Linked DNA regions of Capsicum annuum: region 1 is linked to region 2. Evidence: chromatin contacts called from public Hi-C data. All regions are on one chromosome and are shown on one strand. Each heading gives the region's core, a stretch centred on a gene start, on an enhancer-like site or on the middle of the called end of the contact. The rest is flanking DNA. Distances are from core to core; before and after follow the strand shown. Region 1 has its middle 13 kb from the start of LOC107871155. Region 2 has its middle 100 kb from the start of LOC107871155.

What was found. Hi-C and Micro-C count contacts between places; a contact is called where the count stands out from the background.
Region 1: a Hi-C map of leaf shows a contact between it and region 2, with 4 times the contacts expected there. The contact joins two enhancer-like sites. A contact is called at or near these places in 4 of 5 Hi-C or Micro-C datasets (bud, leaf and placenta).

What each region holds. Positions count from the first base shown.
Region 1 is chr5:209,000,312-209,007,320 of UCD10Xv1.1, forward strand. No RefSeq gene overlaps it. Among protein-coding and RNA genes, the nearest start is that of LOC107871155, 13 kb to the right of the region's middle. Within about 2 kb of position 2,605, at least 3 of the 5 cell types and tissues checked have an H3K27ac peak or open chromatin away from gene starts, as enhancers often do. A contact at or near this core is called in leaf, where this site is marked.
Region 2 is chr5:208,911,940-208,919,359 of UCD10Xv1.1, forward strand. No RefSeq gene overlaps it. Among protein-coding and RNA genes, the nearest start is that of LOC107871155, 100 kb to the right of the region's middle. Within about 2 kb of position 3,637, at least 3 of the 5 cell types and tissues checked have an H3K27ac peak or open chromatin away from gene starts, as enhancers often do. A contact at or near this core is called in leaf, where this site is marked.

The sequences.
Region 1 (7,009 bases), core at 1,355-3,854, 87 kb after region 2:
AAATAACAAACAATTCAGTATCAAAATAAATCAAATTACAAAACACAACAATACAAATATAATTCAATTTCACAAGTGGAGTCTGTAATACTTATAATGGTCCTTAGTTTATGAGATATAGAGATGTTATGTTGATGTATCTTACCTAGATAACTCAATAGGAATCATCTTCGAATTATATTTACAAATTCATAAGTCTCAAATCAATAATGGTGGTGTGAAATGATTGAGGTCTCTTAACCCTTAATCAAATGCTTGTAATTCTTCAACTTCATGTCTTCAACGCAACAAAAGGATTTCTTATACACAACACTGATTGAACAAAAAAAGACATCTGAAAATCAATTTACCTTTAAAATTGTGTTCATCAATCATGTTGATATTATCATCATCATCTGTCTTCAAGATACCTATAAAACAGATGCAAAATAAATCAAACATTATAATATAATTTTTGAAAGAAAAAACATTCTAAATCAAACAATCAAGAACCTAAAACCAAAAATAAAATATGTTCAACAAAAGCACGTAATAGATATACATGGACTTAGAATTGTAGATGAAATAAAATTGAACATATTGAACGCATGAATTTTTTAATCAACTTTTTATTTTTATTTTCAAGTTTAGATAGTATCTTTTATGGTAATTTTTGTTTAATTTTTTTACCACATATTTTAGGACTCTTTAATTATTACCTCCAAATATTTTTATCTTATGACATATTTTAATATTTAATTTTTAAAATATAATTTTATGGATTATATAAGGAAAATTCTCTAAATTTTTTTTATTGTTTACCTTTCTTGTTTTCTTTTTATTCCTTTTATGTGTGATTCTTTTATCCTTCTCCTTGTTTGACTTCTTCTTTCTTTCCTTTTTATTTGCATGATTTGCCTTTCTTGTTATTCGAATTATTATTTCTTTTCCTTATAATTTTAGTTAATTTCAAATTGTTAGATATAAAATAAAAGTAAAAAGACAATTTTGTCTAAAGTAGAAATTTTTAATGAAGAGCAAAAAGTTCAAATGACTTTTCTAAGGGTCTTCCCATTTTTAATATATTATAGATATATCTTCTATGGTAGTATATATTAAACGTATACATGTGTATATGTTTTATAAATTAGTATATAACTATATATAAAGTAGTATGTATACATTGTAGTATATATTGTAGTATATTTTATTTAAAATAGTATGTATATATTGAATGATATGTATATATATGTATATATCTTCTATGGTAGTATATATTAAATGTATCCATGTATATATGTTTTATAAATTAGTATATAACTATATATTCAAAGTAATATCTATATATTGTAGTATATTTTATTTAAAATATTATGTATATATTGAATGGTACGTATATATATGTATATATCTTCTATGGTAGTATATATTAAACGTATACATGTGTATATGTTTTATAAATTAGTATATAACTATATATAGATAGTGTGTGTATATATTGTAGTATATATATTGTAGTATATTTTATTTAAAATAGTATGTATATATTGAATGGTACGTATATATGTGTATATATCTTCTATGGTAGTATATATTACATGTGTAATTGTGTATATGTATTATGTGTATATATTTTTAAAATAGTAATGTAGTATATATATATATATATATATATATATATATATATATATATATAGTGTGTATATCTATTGTTTAACGTATTTAAAATGTATATAGGTGGGTATATATAGTGTATATTGGAGAATTTTTTATTTAATTTTTTGGTTTTTGACTGCTTTTGACCGGGTTGGGTTAAGTGGGCCGGTTCAGGGTTGTTTAAAAAAAATTTACTGTTGAGCCCGAAACCTGACCAGCCCGTTTAACTAAGCCCGAATCCGGACCGGCCCATTAACCGGATAAAATTCATAGGCCGGTTCCGGGTTGACCCGGCCCAACCCACTTAACACCCTTATGTCGAAGTGCATAAAATGAAATAATGGACATAAGATTATAGGGTTGGCAATGGGGTGGTGCAAGTGCGGGTCTTTTCTTAGACCACAAATTTAAGAATCACCTCGTCTTGCATAACCTTTTAACCCACATAAACCCTCCCCATATGATAAGAACCAAATTTTAACTTGTTTATTTATTACCAAATACTGAAGGAGGTAAAAAATATGAAAAATTAAGTCTAAAGGGTCATAGTACCTAGTTTAATTTCACAGTGATCGGAGTTTCGATAATTTAATTTTGGTGAACAACTCAAGAAAGCATATCGAAATCAATAAAAAAAATATATACGGTAATAGAGAAATCATGCAGAAACTAATAGAGAATAAACTCGCAACATAATTTAAATGTATAAGTGATAATTTTAGGAAAATTCAGACATGTTTTTATGTCTTGTCCAAAAATTAACCTCACAACATCGTTAATTACTTTGTATATTTGCAATAATAATATACAAAAGAGAACAAACCAAAGCTATTGGCACTGACAACTCCACGATTTTTCTCTTGTTGTGCCAACAACCTCAGAGAAATTTGAGTGTGTTTGTGAGAATGTCTTTAATTAGCTATTTCTTGGTCAGACATAAATACAATGGCCCAACAATGTATATTCACCTCAACATTGATTAAAGCTATTAACTTTCAACTTGACAATAGGATGGTGTGGTGGGACTAAATGTGTCCTTTTGCACTAATTTAATTGTCCTTTGGTGAACAACTTCCTAATTGTGTCCATGTGACTTTGAGAGAAGTTTCCCCATAAAGGTAGGGTAACGTTCACGTATATTGTACTCTCTTCAGTTCTTACTTATGAAATTACATACACTGAATATGTTGTTATGGTTGTGACTTTGAAAAGATTCCCCCTAAAGGTAGGGTAACGTTCACGAATATTGTACTCTCTTCAATTATTACGTATGAAATTATGTACACTGAATATGTTGTTATAGTCGTAACTTTGAAAAGTTTCCCTCTAAAGGTAGGGCAACGTTCACGTACTTGTGCTCTTTTCAATTCTTACTTGTGAAATTACGTACGTTGAATATATTGTTGTTGTAACTTTGAAATGTTCATTTGCAAATATAAGTTTTTGAACAAGATTGTGATAGAAAAGGAGGTCGATTTTTATATCTCACCCTTGATATCTACGATTGGTTGAAGGTATTTTGAAGGATAGATCGAGATCAGATCAGAATAAATTCATCTCTGGTAGCAAAAGGGCTTCTTTGATCAAGCCCTCTTTTTTTTTTTAATTTGAAATCACGATTTTATTATAACCCTAAATTAAAGACTATTGAAATGGTTAATTGAAGGCAAACTACAACAAATTAAACCTATCACATTGAAAAAGTAGGTCATTGGACATTTGGGCTATCTTTTTTTTTTTTTAATTTTAGAGACACAAAGTCCGGGAATTTATTTTTTTTCAAATAATAAGGTGATGGATCAATCATGTAATCAAATGAAATTGGAACATATTTCCCATCTCTTCTCGAGTCTTTACAATCCAGGCACAACAACGCAATTATCAGGGGCATGCTTTATTAATGTCAATGTTCAATGGATTTGAATTTCCTAACACTAAGTTGTTATCAAAATTAATTTTGTGCCATTTCAACAACCATTTAATAGGGGAGAAATAAAGTTTTAAAGCCAAGATGACCCAATTGCTGACTGCACATGCACAATTGATGTTACAAATGTGGTCCTTCAATGTGTTGATCACATGCTTTGGGGGAATTTTTTTTATATAAAGGATCAGATCGAATTTAATATATACTCCTACAAAAAATTGACGTTTTTTTTTATATTTGAAAATTTTTAAATTTAAAATTTTTTATTCCTAATGATTTTCTAGCTATAGGCATATAAGATTTTTACCTAGAGATGCAGAATTATAAGTTTTTTACATGTCAGCGGTATGTTTTTACCATAATTGTATATATCTTGTTGGAAAAAAAATTACTAACAACAACATATTTCGTGAAATTCCACAAATAGAGTTTGGGAAGGATATGTACACAGACCTTATTATCACTACCTCATAGAGGTACGGAGGTTATTTTTGAAAATATTCTTAGCTCAAACGTAGCAATTTCAAGTATAAAGAAGAAGAGAATAGTGAAGGAAACATAATATATATAATCAACGAGGTAAGCAGTACTACAAAGCCTACAAGAAAAGAATAAGAACAACAAAAAGATGATACAATAATTGAAACACAATAAACACCATGAAAAGCAAGAACTATAAAAATACGATTAGTACAATGTAACGACAAATACCAACTAGCCTACACCCTCGAAAAACAAGACAATACTTCACTACCTAATAACTTTCTTAATACGTGTCCTCCACACCCTCTTATTCAAGATCATATACTCGATAATTTGATTGTTCCATTAAAGTGGATTAATTTTGCATTTAAGTAAAAGTCCATAGAAAATAAGAGTTGTTCTTTCTCTCAGTAGAGAAGAACTGATTTTTTAGGTCACTTACAATCTTTCTTTTAATTTTATGTTTCTTTTTACAAAAGATCATATTTTTATGTACATGCCACTTACAATTTTTCTTTTAGTTTCATGTTTCTTTTTACAACAAAATCTTCATTTTTATGTATAAAAAATTTAAAAATATTATTTTCTTTTATTCATTTTATATATATAAGTAGCCAACAGATTTTAATTCCTCCCAACGCACTGATTATTTTTACCTGCACAATTTTTTTAAAGATTTGTGGTCCAATATACACATAAAAACATCCAGTTCAGCTAAAGTGGTAACAGGCCTAAAGAGTTGTGTCCACTAAATATTAATTCCATATATAGGACTTAATGAACTTGTACAGTCCATTAATTACTTTCTGAATGAACTGAATAAATAACATATGATATCAACAGGTATTTTCTTCAGAATATTCCAACATTTAGTCTTATATATAGTTGGCATTTGTTCTGTATCTTTATATGTTTTGATAGAAAAAGTTATTGAACCTTATATTAGTAATTATGTGTGTTCAAAACCATATAACAGTAAATCAAAATCTATTTTATAATCAAGAGAACAAAACGATCGTTTTAATAAAAATGTAGAATTCAGTAATTAAAAACCGAGGCAATGCATGCCTCTATATCCCAAGTCGAGCAAGCAACGATGATTAGGGGTGTTCATGGTTCGATATATTTAGATCAATTTTTAATTAAAATCAAAATCAAATCAATTTAATTAATTTTTAAAATTTTAAAATCAAACCAAACCAAATAAAATAAAAATCATCGATTTGGTTATTATCGATTTTGGTTTGGTTTGATTTGATTTTTCAATTTTTAACTAGCTAATAATAAATTGATAATGATAAAATAATGGAAACATGAGCTAACTATTTCAATTGAACAATAAGATAGAGTCAACAAATTTCTATTTATTATTGCAATATGAATATATATGAATCTTTTAGAATGTTTTAATACTATTCCAATGTTACATGCTTAAGTCGCATAACTATAGTGGTTTACTTTATATCACATGTCAAACATCTACAAAACTAAGATACAACTTTAAATAGAATTATTAGCCCTACAAAAATCAAAGGGACAAGAAATTAAAGAATAGATGGATGTCTTACCAAAGAAAATTAAAGATGGATAATATACCACACAACTTATAGAATAGAGTTGGATTTGGACACATTCTTTTAACAAATGAAACTTAGAACTCATTCTTTTAACAAATGAAACTTAAAAGCCTTATAGTACATGTGAAAGAAGTAGACTAAAAACTCATTCTTTAAACAAATGAAACTTAAAAGCCTTATAGTACATGTGAAAGAAGTAGACTAAAAACAAATGAATGATTAAAAGATATAAAATATTTATAATTACTTATGAAAAATTAATACCACAAACTCAAATAATTATAAAATTTATTTATATAACTTATTGATTCGGTTTGGTTATGTATTCGCTTCTTTTTTATAAAATCATTACCAAATTAAATATTGTCGTTTTTTAAAATTTAAAATCAAACTAAACTAAATTTTGAATCTTTTAATCAGTTTGGTTGGATTACTGGTCGATTTGATTTTCAACCAAACCATGAACACCCCTAACGACGATGCAAAATTTGTGTTCTTCTTAATCCTTTGAGAGCTAGAATTAATGTTTCCACATATAAACACAACATATTTCTTCTCTTTAAATCAATGAAAGACAAAATTATCGTGCAAAAGAAAAATCGTTCAATTTTTTTTTTCCCTCTATGTTTGGTATCAACTTAAACTTAATAGCTTCAACTTAAACTTCTTAGCTTATTCTAACCGGAGGGATATAATATATACCAAACAAAATAATCGAGGTATGTATAAGCTGATTCAAAAATTATTGTTATTAAAAAGACAAAAAAAACTAAACAAACAAAATAGTGATTTTGGGTGAACTTAAAATCTAAGTTGTTTTGGTTATAATAAATCCGTAACAGTATAATGCTTCTATTTTCAAGAGACTTTTCATTATCATCAAGGACTATAAGTTTTCATTTCTCTCTTATATAACGTGGTAATTCAGATTATATTACGCTAGATATGTTATTGTTGTATAAACCATCTTTTGCAAATATAAAATTTGTAAAATACAACCATTCATTGTAAAAATTGAACCAAATAGAGCTTAAATTTCGAATCCGCCTCATGTGTCTAGCCTAAAAAAATTGAGTTGTTGAAGACCTCAGATAAAATAAAAGATCTCTTCTCTAACGCTAGGTTTGACTACAAAATTAATATATATCATACTTACTGAATCCAATTATAAATGAGAATTCGAGCAACAAAGTAACAGTGAACAATACTAATGGGAAAGAATAACAAAGGAAGAAGGTAAGTAGAAGGATGAGTATTGATGGATCCAAGATTTTCACTAAGGTAGGTTGATAAATAAAAATATAATGCTTAGGATTTAAACTTGAAAACTCTAGACGAACTTTGAAACCCTTTAACCACTAAAGCAACCTCTAATCTTAGCCTTTGG
Region 2 (7,420 bases), core at 2,387-4,886:
AATATTTTTTTTTTTTTATAAAAGTAGACGTTGAAAGATGTAAAAAAAAAGTAAGGGTTGAGAAAAACTAAAAAGAACAAAAAAAAGAGGAAAGGAAAAATAAAAAATAAAAAAAATATAAAATAAAAAAGAAAGAAGTTGAGAGGAAAAAGGGAAAAAAGTAAAGGTTGAGAAAAATAAAAACAAAAAGAGAAAAGAAAAAAGAAAAATTAAAATAAATTAAAAAGAGAAAAAAAATAAAAGTTGAAAAATATAAATATGGAGTTGTTATCCATCATGAGGATCATTTATATAATTTACTTCATTGATCAGGGGCAATTTTGTTTAAAAAAATATTAGTTAATAGGTAAAGGCTATTTTTTTTATTTGGGGCTAAAATTTGAAAGTCACTCCAATTTAGGTCTATTTTTTAGATTCACCTCATTGCTTTAGGCTTCAACACATTCAAGGCCCCAAAATAATAATTACTCCCACGTATTATTCCATCTTATATTATACTTTTTCCATCTTAAATTATTTATTGTATTTTGTTTATACGTTTAAATTATTTATTAATATATTACGAAATAAGTTTAAAGCCTCTTTTTATGGTTTGGCTTTAGGCCATCATTCTGGTTTAGCCGCCTCTGTTGTTCTCACATACAGTTGATCATACATTATTTTCTGCCTTAAAAACCCATATATACATAATTACATATACAGTTGGTCGCACATATACATATAGTTACAATCAGATATTGTATGTAAATGTTATGATTTTCAGTTAGGATGAAATACTATATATGCGTGAATACATGTATTTTGCTACGTTTTGAAATCAAAGTGTTGCTACGTTTTGAAATATAGAAAAAACTCTTCTTCTTCTTTTTTTTTTTTGCAAAAACCAAATGCTAATAGAACTATTTTACAAAATTTTCCAAAGAAAATCATTACTAGGTCCTTCTTTGGCAATTTTATGTGTCATTGGACTCATTCTATAGCCATGGCCCATGTTTTTGTAGCCCAAGAAGGGGACAAATGGGCCTACATATTACCCATTTGAAGACAATCCATTGTCCAAAATTCTTGCATCTCATTGACAATGGACCCCTTACTCCACCATCCTTCTTGTACTCTTGTTTCAATTGTGTTTATTTATTAAAGTTTTCCCACCACAAAAGGAAAATTAATTTAAAAATGATAAAAAGGATGTTTGGTCTCATCCCTCTTTAAAATTTCAAATGTAAAAATGGGTAGAAAACAAATGGCAAAAGATAAGATGATGGTAGTAGACACACGCTTCTTTCAAGTGTTTTTTTTTTTTTAATTTGATTCATATATTTTTAGAATATATAAATTTATTTGCAAAGGTAGACATACCATATATTGAAAGTGGTATAAAACTAATATCATAAGGGGTGTTGTTTGGTAGCTGGTTAGCACTATGCAGATACTAGTAAGCAGTAACATATGGATTAGTTATAAAAGAATTTATGTCTTATTTTATACGGATATTAATTTTGCAATTTAATTATTCATGTATTACTTATTTTACATTCTATCTTGCATAAAATAATATATAGATTCCCTCATAACTCTTACATATTTTAGTTATGCAGTTTCTATATACCAATCAAACACCGTATTAATTCTATACATGTATACTTACCTTCTAACACCTACCAAATATGATATTATTTATGCAAAATTTAACAATGGCATAATTCTATCTCCAAACCAACAACCAAACAACCCTTAAATGTAGTATAACTAATTACATGACTGCTAATCTCGTAATAAAAAAATTCAAACAAACACAATATAAAACAATCCCACAGTGTTTAATTTCCGAGGGGATTAATCAAGACAGTAATTTACAAAAAAAAAAAAAGAATAACAAGTAAACAATGATTTCTACATATTATTGTTCTTTCAAATGCTTATATGTTAGGAGCATGTTGAAAAAGACAGATGAATGGTTCATGGCTTCATGCTATGTGATAGAAGTGTGTGCCTGATATTATATGTTTGTTAATATGCTTAAAATTTTGAGAAAGATTATATGCTAGCTATAATGTTCGAAATCGAATCGATTGATACTATTTAAAATCGAACTAAATCTCCTCATAAAACACCATTTCTCTTCAAACCTTTATTTTGATAAAATGGATAGTTTATTAGAAAAGAAGAAAAAAAGTGTAAAATGCAAGTATTCTTATGGAGAATAAGGATATTTTTTTTAATGAAACTTTTGAGTATTAAAGATTGATAATACTAATAAGAATAATAATCGGACTGATATTGAGCAAAAAGTTAAGATAATTCAGAATGAAAATATTTTTATACTTTTAAGAAAAATATTTTCCTTCGTAATAAACAGTCCAAATTAATTATAAATTTATTATTCTGAATTGGTAGTAAAAGTTACTAAGTACTATTTTCAATCTAGATGTAAACTTAAGCTGTTGATGTTACGTCATGATGATAAAAAGTTTCCAACTTAATTTTTTTCTTTAGGTTTATAGCAAGATATGGTGTCTGATATTTATATTGAATTTCGATTAATTTTATATTTATATATTGCAAGATTTATTTCTAACTAGGAGCACGTTTTCAATTAGATTTTTTTTATTTTCATCACTCGAACCCATGATCTTTTATACCAAACTAATGTAACTAATTCTATATTTTCTAAAGTTATGAATAATCATGTATATAATAGAATCTTTATACCACTCACAATCAACAATGACCTTTTTTTTGTTGACTTTTACGAAGATAAAATTCAACTTTTGTTGCAATTTATTTCTGGTCCCTTAGGGGTAATTATTAATTGTTCTTAATTATGTAAATTGGGACCACAGTAAATGTAGATAAGTTTATGCAGAAAATAATTAAAAAAGCATCCTCAAACCACTAATTTAAAGTTAATAAAAGGAAAATGAAAGGAGGGTCGATAAATCTCCATATGAAGATTAAAAAAAATGGATTTAATGTTAAATGTATTTGTACGGTGAACAAAGTAACTCAATATTTGTATTTGTAGCGATAAATCAAGAATTTCCCTAAGAATTTAAGATTTAATATATAAGAAGTATAATTTAATTTCTACATCACGGTAATATAACTATTAAACGAAAGGTGTTCAACTTTTAATTTCTACATCACGGTAATATAACTATTAAACGAAAGGTGTTCAACTGACCATTCTTCCGTTTATGTCTTGTGACTTCACTACTGTTTGTGATGGTTAAAAATAACAGATATTTGAACAATGATATAATCGAAATATGCGTAACTTAGTATAAAATAAATGATTAATGTGTACTTTTAATTGGACTTACATGAATGGTTTAAGATACCAGCATTGATGTTTCTTTGCTATTCATCAGATCCCCAAGCTATTAGTAGCTCCAAAAGGAGGAGTCCAAAGGGATAGCATGATCCAAATTCAATTTTTTCTTGTTTATTGAAGTAAAAGATGATGTTGTTCAGATACTTCAAACATTCTGTCGATTACATGTTGGATCCTTCAAGAAATAGTGTATTTTTAACAGATTTGACTGATACATTTGTGACAACATACATTCTGCAGAGTTCGAGCAACATAACAAACAGAAAGTTATGTTGCTCAAACTCTCACAAAAGACATTGTTGTATCCATATTGAATCTTTCCGAAATACCTTATTTTCGAGGAGTTTGACATGTACCTATCGATATTTTTGAAGAGTCCAAACAACAAAGAGACCGGATCAATGCGATCCCTTTGGATGCCTCCTTAAGTTGCTTTAAAAATCAAGAAAACTAATCTTGATATGTTCTTCAAAGTTCAAAAATTTTGAAAGAGAAAAGAGGGGAGAGTGGAAAAAATTTGGGGTTGGAGACATAAGAAAGTGGCCAAAGTGAGTTAATATATATAAAGAAAAAAAAAATAAGTGCTTTAGCAACATTGAATTATATGCTAAAAATTAGTCTACTTTCACTTATTTTATAGTCTTTTAGATTTTTTATTTTTTGGCAAATCATGAGAAGAATTTTCTTGCCTCCCCTCAAAGGTAATTCTTTTTTAAATCGGTAGACCCCAGTCCTTAACAGACTAAACAGCCACATGGGAGCAAGGTTTTACAATAGTGGGTCACCATCCCTTCCAAGTCAATTATTTATTTTGTCACTAATGATTGTGGTGGCTGAGGTGGTTAGTACACGCCATTTAATCTTCAATCAGAAATTTCAAATTGAAGCTTGATTAAAATAGAATAGTGTTTTGTTGAAAGTATTATAACCCTCGAAATGTTTGTTAGGATGTGAATTCATATTAGTTGAATTAAAAATGAATAATATATCACATTGAATGAGAAATTAAAAAAAAATATTTATTTTGTCACTAATGATTGTGGCGGGATGGTTAGTGTCCTTAGTGTATAATCATAGTTTTGAATTGAGCTCTGATTAGAATAGTCATTTTTCAGTTGATAGTTCTTTAAATTCCAAATTAAAGTGTTTTTCAGCATGAACTCGAAATTAGTCGAATTATAAATCGATATTGGATATCAAGTGAGAAACCAAAAAAACTATTCATATTGTCACTTATAGTTATTGCGGGATGATTAGTATTTCTTCTTCATTAGTCAGACTTGTGTTCGAATTTCAATCAAAATTGAGTTATTTTTGTCGAAAACTCTTTAACCCTCAAAGTACTTCTCAACGCGAATTCAGATATTTAGTTGGAGTGAAAGTGAACAGCGTTCACCGAGAGAGAAACGAAAAAAAATATATTTATTTTGTAACTAATAATTGTAGTGGGATGATAACCACCCTTCGCCCTTAATCAGAAATTTCAAGTTTAAGCTTTATCATTTCAAAGTACTTCTCTGAATTATTCAGACTGAAAACAGGTAGCAGACACCAAGTTGAAAATAAAAAATATTATTTATTTCCTTAAATTGCAAATCCTTGAAATTTCCATATACTATGCTTATTTCTTAAGGAATATGAATCCTTTCTCTTTATTTACGTAACTAATCACATGATTGCAAATCATAAAGAATTGGGTTAATTTAAACTAAAGAAAAGAGGCATCGTAATGATGTTATCATATAATTGAGTCAGAAACACATGTAATGATGATACTGATAGATCTGACCATATGGCTGATAATTCATTAAGCTGCTAATTAATACTATTCAACATTTGGTCAAGGATTTCATGACATAATGTTGCTTGATCTCTAGGGTCTATTCGAAATAATTTTTCTATTCTCATGCGGTAATAGTAAGATTATGTACATCTGTAATCTCATTGAATATGTTCTAATTGTCATGGTCGTCTATCTAAAAAGTATTTTTATCCTTATGCGGTAATAGTAAGATTATGTACATCTGTAATCTCACTGAATATGTTCTAATTGTCATGGTCGTCTATCTAAAAAATATTTTTATCCTCATGCGGTAATAGTAAGATTGTGTACATCTGCGGCTCCTTGTTTAGATCTCGCGAATGAAATCTCAATGAATGTGTTCTTTTTGTCATCATCGTCTAATGTATATGTTGCGATTTAATGGTATAGCTCGAATGTTACTTAACTTATTTTTTTATTTATTAATCTAACAAAGCGAAGAATGATAGTGATTCTCTTTCTCGCAGTAGGCGAAGCAAAAAAGACCGCTAACATTCCTTGATTTAATAAATACGCTATTGGCTCGATTCCTACAACAAACAGATATATATATTTCATCCATATTGCGGGACTTATATGAGCGAAAATTCCTCTAACTTATTATGAATAGTTACTTGTAATGATCTTATAATGTAAAGAATTATTAAATTATCACTCAGTAAAAGTTAGTATTAAAATATTTTAATTAAAGGGAAAGAGGACATTAACGGTGAGAGAGTGATTAAGTGACAAATCAATTATTTCCCTAGCTCATGCATGTTTGTACATAAACACATTTGACCAAAAGAAGACTATGCTTTGTTAGAGAAATAGAAAAACATAATTAAAGAAGATATGATTTTGAGGTATTAAAGAATAGTTTTTCCTTATAAAGATATTGTTCGTATGCAATTTGAAAAAATCTATAAATAATTTTGTCAAGGATTAACAAAGCCTATAATTATACCTTCAGATTTTTCTTAGTTATTTCATTAAATAAACAAAACTTTAATTTATAGAGTACTTAGAAATGTGAATATTTTGTGAATAGACAAGTCCATTTAAATGTCAAAACTTTTTATATTTAAAGCCTTTTAATTCTTTTTTCTTTTTCATTTTGATTTTTCATCTGTTGTACGATACCTGTATTGATTTACCTTCCATTATGAAATAATTTCACTTCATATATATTACAAATTATCTAACGTTCTTTTTATAGGATGATCACACATCTTAAGACAATCAAAATATACTCTAAAGGGTTATTCGTAGGATTTTTTTTTAAAAAAAAATCCATGCAAAATTAACTTATGGTTTTCACTACGTACATTTTACAGAAAGGTAAAGAAGAATTCCAAAAAAGAAAAGTACATTGGAGTTGTTGCATGGGTAAGTTAGTAAACTTTATCTTCTATTTATTATTTTTCTTAATGAAAATATATCTTTCATGCTGTTCTGAAAAATGATTTTCTTGAATCGAAGGTAATCTATCAAAAACAAACTCTTGGTCCCAAGAAGATAGGGGTGAGGACATAAGATCTATGTAAATCTTATTTTTTCAGACTACACTTATGAGATTATACTGAGTACAACATTATCATTAGACATTAAAAAAAGGCTAAAACAACCGTTAAAATAAAACGGAGGAAGTAGTATAAAGCAAACTTTAGTAGCTAAATGTTGTTATTAATTCAGGTAATCTTGCTCTCTTTCCCACGCCTTGTAGACAACACTAATAAGTTCATAAAAACCACTTTCAATTGTATGTCAAAACACTTATTATTTCCTTTACCAAAGACTATGGAGGACTAATTATGAAACTCCATAATGCTCATACAGACATGGCCATTGTATAAATAATCTATAAAGGGTCAACTTTTTTAAAATTGTTTCCTATTTGGTATCCGGAGTTCGTATTGGAACCTGATTAGATTAGACTTCACACGTTAATGTAGAGCCAATTGTTAGGGGTGATACTATCAATTGCATGATTTTTATTTGGAAAAATAACATAAACATACACATTAACTTACCATATTTACACAAATTCCCATCCTTACAAAGTAATTACAAAAATTCAAATTAATTATGTATCTTCGTTGAATGTATCGGGAGCTAATTATGTATCTTGACAGATCCAAAATCAAAAAAATGTGTCGGGGTAATTATTTATTTTTATAAAGAAAAAAATATATCTTCGTTGGATGAATCGGGAGCTAATTATGTATCTTTACAGATTCAAAATTGGATTTCAGTAATTATGTAAATGTCAAATTTTTTGTAAT